Linked DNA regions of Mus musculus: region 2 is linked to region 1. Evidence: chromatin contacts called from public Hi-C data. All regions are on one chromosome and are shown on one strand. Each heading gives the region's core, a stretch centred on a gene start, on an enhancer-like site or on the middle of the called end of the contact. The rest is flanking DNA. Distances are from core to core; before and after follow the strand shown.

Region 1 (5,079 bases), core at 921-3,420:
GAGGGAATATATGGATAGTAACAGAGCAGAATACCAGCTAACTGTCTCTGGCCTCTACATACACAGGTGTACACATACCTGATAGCTATCCATATTAATATCACACACCATGCACATACACCAAGACACCATCTCTCTCTCTCTCTCTCTCTCTCTCTCTCTCTCTCTCTCTCTCTCTCTCTCTCTCTCTCTCTCTCTCTCTCCCCTCCCTCCCTCTCCCCATCTCTTTCTCATACACACAAATGCATAACCCATTGTCCATGTGACAGGCAATTATAAGACAGCCTTTCTTATACCTCATTATGAATTCATTTGTCAAATTAGTTCCATTCTCTGAATTATAAACTTATCAGTCTAAGAAGTATAAAGTTATCAGTTTAGGAAAGGGGACCATGAGGAAAGGCAGGCCTAGGGAAACACTAGCCTTCTAAGAAGATGTCAGGATGCTAAGGCAGCCATGGAAGGGGGCTGCTGGGAAGATGGGAGGCATGAGGAAAGAGGACCACAAAGAGGCAGGAGTGAGTACACCTTGGATACTTCATCCTTTCTGCTCTCCCTCGACCTCAGTAACTCACAGGCAGTGAGAGCAGGGCAAAGACTGTGCTGAGAAACACTAAGAATCATGTGGTTGAAGGGCACTCTGGCAGCGATACCACAGCTGAGCTTCCAGAATCCCAGAGGCTGACTTCAGACTGCCTCCGTGCTACAATGCACCCCACTGAACTTTCCAGGCCCAGATGGCAGTTATTTTTAGACCTGTTCCCCTTTCCACGATTGACAGCAACTGTGAAGTGTAGAGGGAGAACTTGGCCTAAAAGCCAAACACAAGTTCCCATTTTTAGTAGATATGACTGCTGGAGACAAGCGACAGTGCTCTTGGTCCTTACCTCTCTATGAAGAACACAATCTGTTGACCTTCGCCAGGGAAGTGGCTTTTGCTATCGTGGTAGGGCCTCTGGTTAGTAAAGGCTAGCTTTCTATAGCTTTGATGCTGTTCCCATAGGGTGAATCCTACCTGAAGGGCTCTCTGTGCCCCACCCGAGCCTGCCCTGGGGCTTGCTCTACCATAGGCAGGACTCTAAGTCTGGGACTGTGTAGTTCACCCCAGGCCTTGCCCACTCTTCATAATGGTCAGCTTTCCTAGAATGAAGCTCTGGCTTTAAAGTGTATCGTCCATTAGAACAGACCTGGGATGTGCAGCTAGGAAGGAGAAGGCTTTCCTCAGGGAATATAGCTGTACCCTTCTAAAGCACAGGCAGCCATCACTTGAGCAGGTGAAACATTATGCATTGCCTATGTTCATTCTCATTCAATCAACCGTTCTGACTGCAGCTTGATTCCTGAGAGGACATGAAATGTTATTTACGCCTTCTTGATGTTCCTCATGCTGAGGCGCAGGGCTCCCACCTAGCTCCGATGTGGGAGCTCCCATCTGATTGTCAGCCCAGCCCACATTGGCTCGAGCTGAGACACCAGTTGTCTCCGTCTCAACTTCTCAACTTATTTGACAAGGTCAGAAACCTCAGGTGATGAGGACTAGCAAAGACAGAACCCAAGCTTCCTGAGGTTGTTTGTGTGTGTGTGTGTGTGTGTGTGTGTGTGTGTGTGTGTGTGTGTGTGTGTGTGTACATGCGCGAGAGCACGTGTGTTTGCATGCATGTGCATGTGTGCATACATCTGTCTGTCTCTTAACCTTTCATTCCAGCCTTACAGCTTCCCTAAAGCCCCATGCTCCACCATCCCAGGTCAGAAGCCCTTCAGTCACTGAGAACGGTAGCATGAAATCCTGACTCATTCAAGCTGATTTTGCTTTTGACCCTGAAAAAATTATAGAATTCAATCCAGCTTGGCTAGCATCGGAAGACAAGATCTCCATTTGAAATACAGCTCTTAGAGGTTAAACACGGACAGTACATGGCAAACAGAGCCTGGACCGGGAGCCAGCCCTGCCCATTGTTAGCAAATGCCCTTTCCATAGCATCCCAAAGAGGCAAGATGGAGAGCGTGTATCAGATACTGGCATTGGAATCAACAGGCTAGAAACTGAAGGCTCGCTTGTGTTTTATTATCAACAATGGAAAAACTGAATCAGACTAGTTAGCAGTGGGCAGGGAGCCAGCGCAGACTTGATTAGATCTTCATTCTTGTGGTTTTCCATTCAGGGAGAAGCTTGATTGTGGAAGAGAAGCAGAGTTGCCAAGGTAGTCAGCACCTGTGTGTGCCTGTCTCTAGCATCTCTTCAAGTGAACAAGCGGGGACTAGATTCTAGTCACTAGAGGAGAGCAGGAAATAAAGAGTCAGCCAGGCTTGTACCCAGGCCAAGTTAAACAGGGCATACATATTCTTCATCGACCATCTGAAGACAGACCTCACTCCTACTCCCAGCAGATGCTCTGGTAGAAGGTGTCCTATTTGGGGGCATAGCTAAGAAACGGGTTGTCATTTCTGTCTGTATTTTCCTGAAGTAAGCTTCCTACCCTTGGGCCTGGAAGGAATGAAAGGGCTCTCCCAAAAGGAAGTTCCCTTCGGAAGGATCATCCAAAGATAAGTCAGGAAGGTGCCTTCAACAATATCCTGAGTTGGGATGCCCAGCATCCATATAAAACCTGGGCATGGCATCTGTCACTCAGCACTGAGGTTGGAGGGTGCAGATATAAGCTAATCCTTGGAGTTCATTGGCCTCCCAGCCTAGCCAAAACAATGAGCTCCAGGATCGGAGAGACCTTGTGTCAATAATAATAATAATAATAATAATAATAATAATAATAATAATATGGAGAGTAATCAAATACACACAACATTGACCTCTGGTCTCCTCATACTCACTCATAGATGCATGCACGCACCCATGTGAATGTGTTTGTATAGCACACACACACACACACAAAGAGAGAGAAAGAGAGAGAGAGAAGATAGAAATAGACCTTTTTTGATCCATTCGTTCTTTCCTTGCAGAGCACCTCAGGACGCCTCAATCGCCTTGGCACACCATCATTATGGTGCCTAACCATCTCCTTTCTCAGTGCATCTCCACCTCCCCAAACCTGTGTGGCTAAGGAGTAAGTAAGACTCAGCCCTGCTGGGCTACTATGTTTCTTCTTCCTCTCTTTGAAACCAAACTTGAAAACCAAAAGCCTAGATACTGGACCCTATCAGTTTCCCTGGTTTCAGCACCAAATTGCCTCTTAATATTCAGGATTGGAGACCCCAGAAAGAGCATTCACTCATGTCCATGTTACACATCAATTGAGATTGAATGTAGAGTTGTTCACAAAATGCTAAGGCCAGGGAATTATTAAAAAGCTTTAGTGTACCTGGCTTGGTGATGCATCCTTCCTATTCCCAGAACTTGGAGTATGGGGCAGGGGGATCTCTATGAGTTGGAAGTCAACCTGGTCTACATATCTAGTTCCGGGTCAGTCAGGACTAAATACTAAGAACATGTCTCGAGAATGAAAGAAAAGAAAAGAAAAGAAAAGAAAAGAAAAGAAAAGAAAAGAAAAGAAAAGAAGTGAGCTTCAATCTGTAACATCAGTGTATTTTGGTTTTGTTAAGACACCATGACCAAGGCAATGTATAAAAGAAAGCATTTAATTTGGGGCTCACTGTTCCAGAGGGTAGTAGGGTTCATAACTCTCATGGCAGCAGTAAGCAGGCAGGCAGGCAGGCATGGCACTAGGGTAGTAGCTGAGAGCTTATATCTAATCCACGAGCAGGGGACAGAAAAAGAGAGATAGCTGGGAATGACATGGGCTTTTGAAACACCAAAGCCCACCCCAGTGACACAAGTTCTCCCATGGTCTCACCTCCTTATCCTTCCAACCCAGTTCTACCAACTGAGGAGCAAGTACTCAAACCTACGGGAGCATTCTCACTCAAACTAGCTCAGCCTCCTAACCCAAACAGCAGAGTTAAACAGATCTGTGCAAACAGGAAGCAGTAGAAACTAGAAAGCGCCAACCTCACCCTCACTCAAAGGCTAGCTCCCGAGCGCCTGATGGACTTGAGTGGCCCTGAGCTACACATGCGCACTTCCGAACAGCCAGAAGTACTACAGCAATGACTGTCTCAGACAGCAGCGGGAAAGGAGTAGCCTCCCCCAAAACACTCAGCAAAATGAAGCAAATGTTGCCTTTACTACACTTGCTGCACCTGAATGTCTGTGACCTTTGGTAGAAAATAAAGTTCTTGCAGCCAAAGACTCTCTACTATGCAAGGCCGTGTGGCTACGGTGTATGTAGCCTTTGCGAGCTGCTCAGTGAACATATGCCAACGGATAAAATTAGTCAATTGTATAAAATTAAGTGCTGTTGACAATACTGTCAGAACACCCCAATTCCCACACCTTGGTGTCTGAGTAGTGACTAATATACATCCAAGCCAGGAGTCAGCAGAATCACTGTGAGTTTGAGGCTAGCCAAAGCTTCATAGTGAGACCCTGTCTTGGCAGAGATGGAGAAGGAGGAGGAGGAGGAGGAGGAGGAGGAGGAGGAGGAGGAGGAGGAGGAGGAGGAGGAGGAGGAAGAGAAGGAGGAGGGGGGGGAAGAGAGGGAGGAGGGAGAAGAGAAGGAGAAGGGATAGAAGGAAAATGAGGAGGAGGAAGAGGGACAAGATTCATATACACAATATAAAGTGCAACTGAAAGGTCTGCCTCATCTTGCGGGTATTTGGGAAATAGCTTTTCTTCATCCATGGTAAAGCAAAGATGAGATTGCTCTGCTTACCAACAAGGAGGCATTGAAAAGGCAAGAAACCCATCGCCACAGGAAAAAGTAACAAGAATACAGTGTATCTCTCCTCAAAAGTCCCCAAAGAGGTCGGTTGGACTCTCGGAAGACTTCTGTGCCCCATCCCCTCCCCTGCTGTATGAACAAACTGCAGATCTCATCTATCATCTGGGAAGAAACATCTGTGATGAGCCCAGCCTTCCTTTCACAGGCCTGAGCCTTCCAGGTTTGCAGAATGGAGATGCTGCTATGGCAAATAAGCCCACAAGGACCTAACACTAAAATCCATGAACTTGTGCATGTCTCCAGCCACTAAGAGCATCACATGAGAAGGGCAGACACACAGGGACAA
Region 2 (5,079 bases), core at 1,929-4,428, 64 kb before region 1:
AACATACATCTCTAGTATCTCCCAGTGGGCATGCGCGGAGGCTACAGTGGAAAGCAATTCCCCGGCTCTGCCCTCGTGACTAATCCTCTCCACCTCACCAAATGGCCCCCTTCCCTGCTCACAACAATCATTTTCTTCAGCTCGCCCTCTACTCCCATGCACACACCTGTTCTTGCAGATCTATAATAACAGAGTGTAAATTTCCCTGGGGGGAAAATGGCAAAATGACTCAGGCTATTTATCAGCTGGCAACACTGTGCCTTCCTCGGAGACTCTTGTGTGTACACGGATCTTTCTTCTAAGATGAACCACAGTGCCTGCCAGCCAGAAAGGACCTGGAGGATAATCTAGTCAATATATACGGAAACAAAGATCCAGAACAGCCATCTTCCACCACACCACACTACAGAACCAGGCAGGGATAAAAACCAAGCCTCACTTACTGCTCTAACTCTGGATGTCTTGCTCTCTGATATTTCCCTGTCTTTTCGTTTTTAATTTAATTTAATTTTGTTTGTTTTTCTTACTGCGATCCAATGTCTATAGTGGTTTTAAGTTCCCAACAATATTGAACAGCAGATCCAGAAATACCCCGTGTATTTTTGCCTCTACATACACAGTATGTGTGTGTGTGTGTGTGTGTGTGTGTGTGTGTGTGTGTGTGTGTGTGTGCATGCGTACGTGCTTGCATGTGTGTGTGCTGCCCTCTCCCCTCAATCTTCTTCAATTCTTAGTAACTCTAAGCCCAAGTTAATAACTTTCCCCCTCTTTATTTGTTGTAGAGGTGACAATGGCTTATTGGAGTACCATTAGGAAGGCTTCCAGAAATGTCCTCATTCTCCTGAAACCCAAATAAACTTGTCTACTCCCCCACTAGCAACTGAACCTATTCCCTCCCTGCTGGCAATAGGTCATATCTCCCAGTGACAGTGCTCCATTTCCTTCCAAACATCTGGAATTTTCTTCATCTCTTCTCCCCTGACATTCCCCATGCCCGGTCTTTCCTAGTGAAAAGCAATATTCTGAATATTTGAAATTGCTCGTGTCTTTCTCTTATGACATTCAATCACCTTTCTCACCAAAAACCATGGTTGCTCCAGAGATCTCATAGTGAGTAGCTTCATTTAACCAGTCTACTATAAGCTCCCAAACATGTCCACACTATTTAGGATGCTGAAGGCTGTAACCATGGCCCGTTGTCCTGACGACGGATGCTCATGTTCAGGACCAGTCCACCTCTTCCCATGAAGATCAATAGGCAGGTGTATCCCTGCTTCCTGTAGTTTTGTACTTCTTAGGTTCTGCCACGGAAGCAACATTTCCATCATGTTATGGCTTTCTGAAATAGCTAGCGTAGTTTTGATGGATAGAAAAGTCAAAACAGTAATCCCAAGGTTGCAAGCATCTGTGGGAAAATATGGAGTAAGAATCTATGGCGAAGGCTCTTGGCCAGAAAGCAAAATGTCTAAGGATAATCTTAGAGTCTTTCATGACCATGATGGTTCCCTGGATTGTCCCCCACTATGTTCCCTGTGTGAACAACTTTTCCTCTCATTAGTGTTCCTGTCTTTTCATCCAAGCCAATGGTTCTCAACCTGTGGGTCATGACCTCTTTGGGTGTCCAACAACCCACAGGGCACACATATCAGATACCCTGCATAAAAGATGTTTACATTACTATTCATAACAATAGCAAAACTACAGTTACAAAATAGCAACGAAAATGAGGAACTGAATTGAAGGGTCATGGCACAAGGAAGGTTGGGAACCACTGGCCCAATGGTTCCCAGATATGAAAAAGAGCACCGCCTCTTCCAGTGTCCTGGGAACGCCATGGTCAGCGTCACCCAAAGGTCACTTTCCCACTTCTGCATTCCATTCCCACAGAGACAGCAAGAAAATAGAAACAAGCCAGGGAATGACTAGAGACCCCTCACATAAGTCTTCTCATGTCTTATTTACCAGATAGAGATATAATCCAAGATGGAGAAAGAAAGAAAGAATAGGCTTGGTGTCTGAACCCAAGCCTGGTTCTGCCATTTATCAGGTCTGTGGCTTTTATCAGGTCACTGGAATGAATTCACCACACACCTCTACCTAACTCCAACTCTACCCCCGATGCAGGAGAGCATGCCACCTTCCTGGGAAAGCAAAGGCATCCGATGTATTTTGGAAACTATGTTATGTTCTGGGAATGGGAATAGGATGCGACCCATTCCTCCAGCACTAAGGACGAGGGGGCACTCGTGGGGTTCATTCAGGCTTCTAATACTCTTATACCAAAACTGACCATCACAGCCTAACCTTCCTCTAAAAGTCTTCAGTATGAGAAGGGTGGAAAGATTAAATCAAAGAAATATCTTTCTTCTCCTTAACATCTGTTTTTGAAATAAATGGTTTAAATCTCCTATCCACTAGCAAGGATGCTGTAGGAAGATATGACCCATTTCAACACATCAAAACACGGCCCTTGGGAGCCATGGCACCCCATGGCATCTCTGACTCTAGGGTGACAGCTCTCTCCTTTTCTATTTGTGTTTCCACGGAAAGTTATCGGAAGCTATGGGGCAATTATCAGACTAAGATTAGCCTCTTGCTAACAGGCATTTTGTTTTATTTTCTGATCATGTCCCTAGGGCCTGGTGTGCTTGGAAGTACCCTATAAATGTTTACTATGTGGACAGTCCATCTTCCTAGTTTCAAGGACAGGCTCTTGGTTAGCTGATAGTCGGTGTTCTGATTACTATAAACTACAACTACCAACACTGAAAAGAACGATTTGGAAAGTGAAACTGTAAATGCAATCTGGCTTGGAATTCCTCTGCCAAGAGAGCTCTAGACACCTTCCCAGCCTCACTACAGCAGACCGGGTGTTGCACACAAACACTTGCCCTCAAACTCTTCACATAAGAAGTCTCATTCTGCCAGGCAGTGGTGGTGCATGCCTTTAATCCCAGCACTTGGGAGGCAGAGGCAGATGAATTTCTGAGTTCGAGGCCAGCCTGGTCTACAGAGTGAGTTCGAGGACAGCCAAGGCTATACAGAGAAACCCTGTCTCAAAACAACAACAAAAAAGAAGTCTCATTCCAGTCTTGGTTGCCATTCCACAACGCCTGCGTCTCACATCTGTTTCCCTTCGCAACCAGATCATTTAAACATTCCCTGCCAGAAGACACCCTGGGGAAGGCAGAGGAGAGACTCAGACCTCCATCTGTTGACAATACTCTTGTGTGGAGCCGGGTTGAAGGTTAATGGCATCCTCCAGTGTCTGGGTAACAAGACTAGGCAGCTCTCCCAGAATTCTTTAGAGCCGTTGTTGTCCCGTGAAGATGTGACAGGTTAGCCGGTATCAGCAGGGGAGCCAAGAAGGAAGTTCCTGCCAGAAAACTATAACCCAGGAAAAACAATTTTCACTCAAATCAAACATGGAAGCTATACCCCCACCCCCGCCCCCGCCCCTAAGGCTATCGAAGGGACTCTAATGCAGTGACCTTCCAATATGACCCACAGATTGCTCTTCTTAAGGTTGCTTGGTAGCAATCACCAACTCCACAATATAGCTCTCTATTTCTTTCTTTTGCCAGTTCCAGAAAAAGAAAGGCTGAGAGGCAATGATGAAAGAAGATCCCAGGGGTGAATTTGCTAGTCTTGCGAAGCTAGTACTGCCTCTGGCACAGACAAATCTGGGTCTGAGCTTCCCCGACAGACTCCTCCTGGTGGTTACTACCTCACTGAGAAGCCACCCAGCCAAAGGGTTGCACCCCCAAAATGAACTGCACACCCCCTCCACATCACAACCACCTCTCCAATCTCCAGTGACCCACTGAGCAACCTTTCAAAGTCTGTGCCCTTTACCACCTGGTGCCCTGGGGACATTTTTAAAAGGGGGAGCAGCTCAGCATGTCTTTCTGTTACAACCAAAGAACAAATTGTCTGGTCCCAGCGTGAAGTGGAGTAGCTTCCACTAGACTTGTAGAAAGGGTTAGAGTGGGGTAGGAGGGGGGGTACTGCGGAAGGATGGGGTTCAACCTCTTCCCAGCGTGCTACAGTGTGACATCGTGATTTTGTTTAAAGTGGAGTTTCTGGCTTCGGCTGCACTCAAATTCAAATACAGGCTTCATGTGCAAATGAAAAACTAAATAATCGATAGCTTGTCAGCCTGGAGTGGGCAGACCTCTGAATTCCATTGCCAGGGACACTTGTTAAAGATGGGTGGCACACAGTTCTGAAATGGGAGGTCTTACTTTCCAGGGAAAAGAGTCATGTGTGCTTGTTTGTGTGCGTGCGAGCGTGTGCGTGTGCGTGCGTGCGTGTGTGTGTGTGTGTGTGTGTGTGTGTGTGTGTGGTGTTTCGTTGTTGTTTTGTTTTTGTTTTTATTTCTGTGACAGGTAGCTCAGGATGCTCTCAAATTCTTGTTCCTCCTTTGTTGCAGGTCCTTTCTCCCCGCGGCGACAGGAACGACAAGGACACTAAGTCGGGTTCACTCAACAGCTTCTTCAGGCTTTTTCCCTTACAGCTCTCTTCCCCACTCACAACAGCTTCTCTTACAACAGCTTCTCTTTCTACTACTAGCTTCTACTTAGGGCAAGGGCTAAACTCCTATTACAACAACTTCTCTTACTACCACTTCTAATCACGGCAAGGGCTAAAACTATATTCGGGCCAACTTACCTCCTTCTAGCTCCACCCCACCTCATCCAATCAGAATTCATATACGCTCCAGGCACGAGCTCGAGCTCAGGTCGTTCACAGAAAAGCTGACAGATCCCGATCAAGAGGAACAGTCCAGCCTGGCAGGCAGTCCACGCATGCAGCCTCACTGCGCATGCTCCCGCAAGGCAGTCAACAAGTGGGTTTCACAGGGCCTGCGGGGCGCAACCACTTCCCGCACTCCTGCCTGCGCTTTCCAGGATTGGACATACAGCCACGCACCACCGCACCTGGCTCCGTTGAACTTTCTATGTTTGAAGCTCCTGAACCCCAAAGTCAAGCTCAGTTAGTGTGTGTTTCCTCACTGAAACTGCAGGTGGTTTTTTTTTTTTGCTGCAATGCTTCCTGCTAGAACTGAGCACAGCAGAG

Evidence for each region. Hi-C and Micro-C count contacts between places; a contact is called where the count stands out from the background.
Region 2: a Hi-C map of uterus shows a contact between it and region 1, with 2.7 times the contacts expected there. The contact joins two enhancer-like sites. A contact is called at or near these places in 1 of 15 datasets of contacts at CTCF or cohesin (the NIH/3T3 cell line), 2 of 484 Hi-C or Micro-C datasets (liver and uterus) and 2 of 115 datasets of contacts at active chromatin or transcription factors (a colorectal cancer cell line and pancreatic cancer cells).

The regions. Positions count from the first base shown.
Region 1 is chr10:111,716,907-111,721,985 of GRCm38.p6, reverse strand. All of the region lies in intron 2 of Gm30624 (a long non-coding RNA gene), which reads right to left. Among named protein-coding and RNA genes, the nearest start is that of Gm30624, 34 kb to the right of the region's middle. Within about 2 kb of position 2,170, at least 14 of the 459 cell types and tissues checked have an H3K27ac peak or open chromatin away from gene starts, as enhancers often do. A contact at or near this core is called in uterus, where this site is marked.
Region 2 is chr10:111,782,385-111,787,463 of GRCm38.p6, reverse strand. No RefSeq gene overlaps it. Among named protein-coding and RNA genes, the nearest start is that of Gm20758, 89 kb to the left of the region's middle. Within about 2 kb of position 3,178, at least 14 of the 459 cell types and tissues checked have an H3K27ac peak or open chromatin away from gene starts, as enhancers often do. A contact at or near this core is called in uterus, where this site is marked.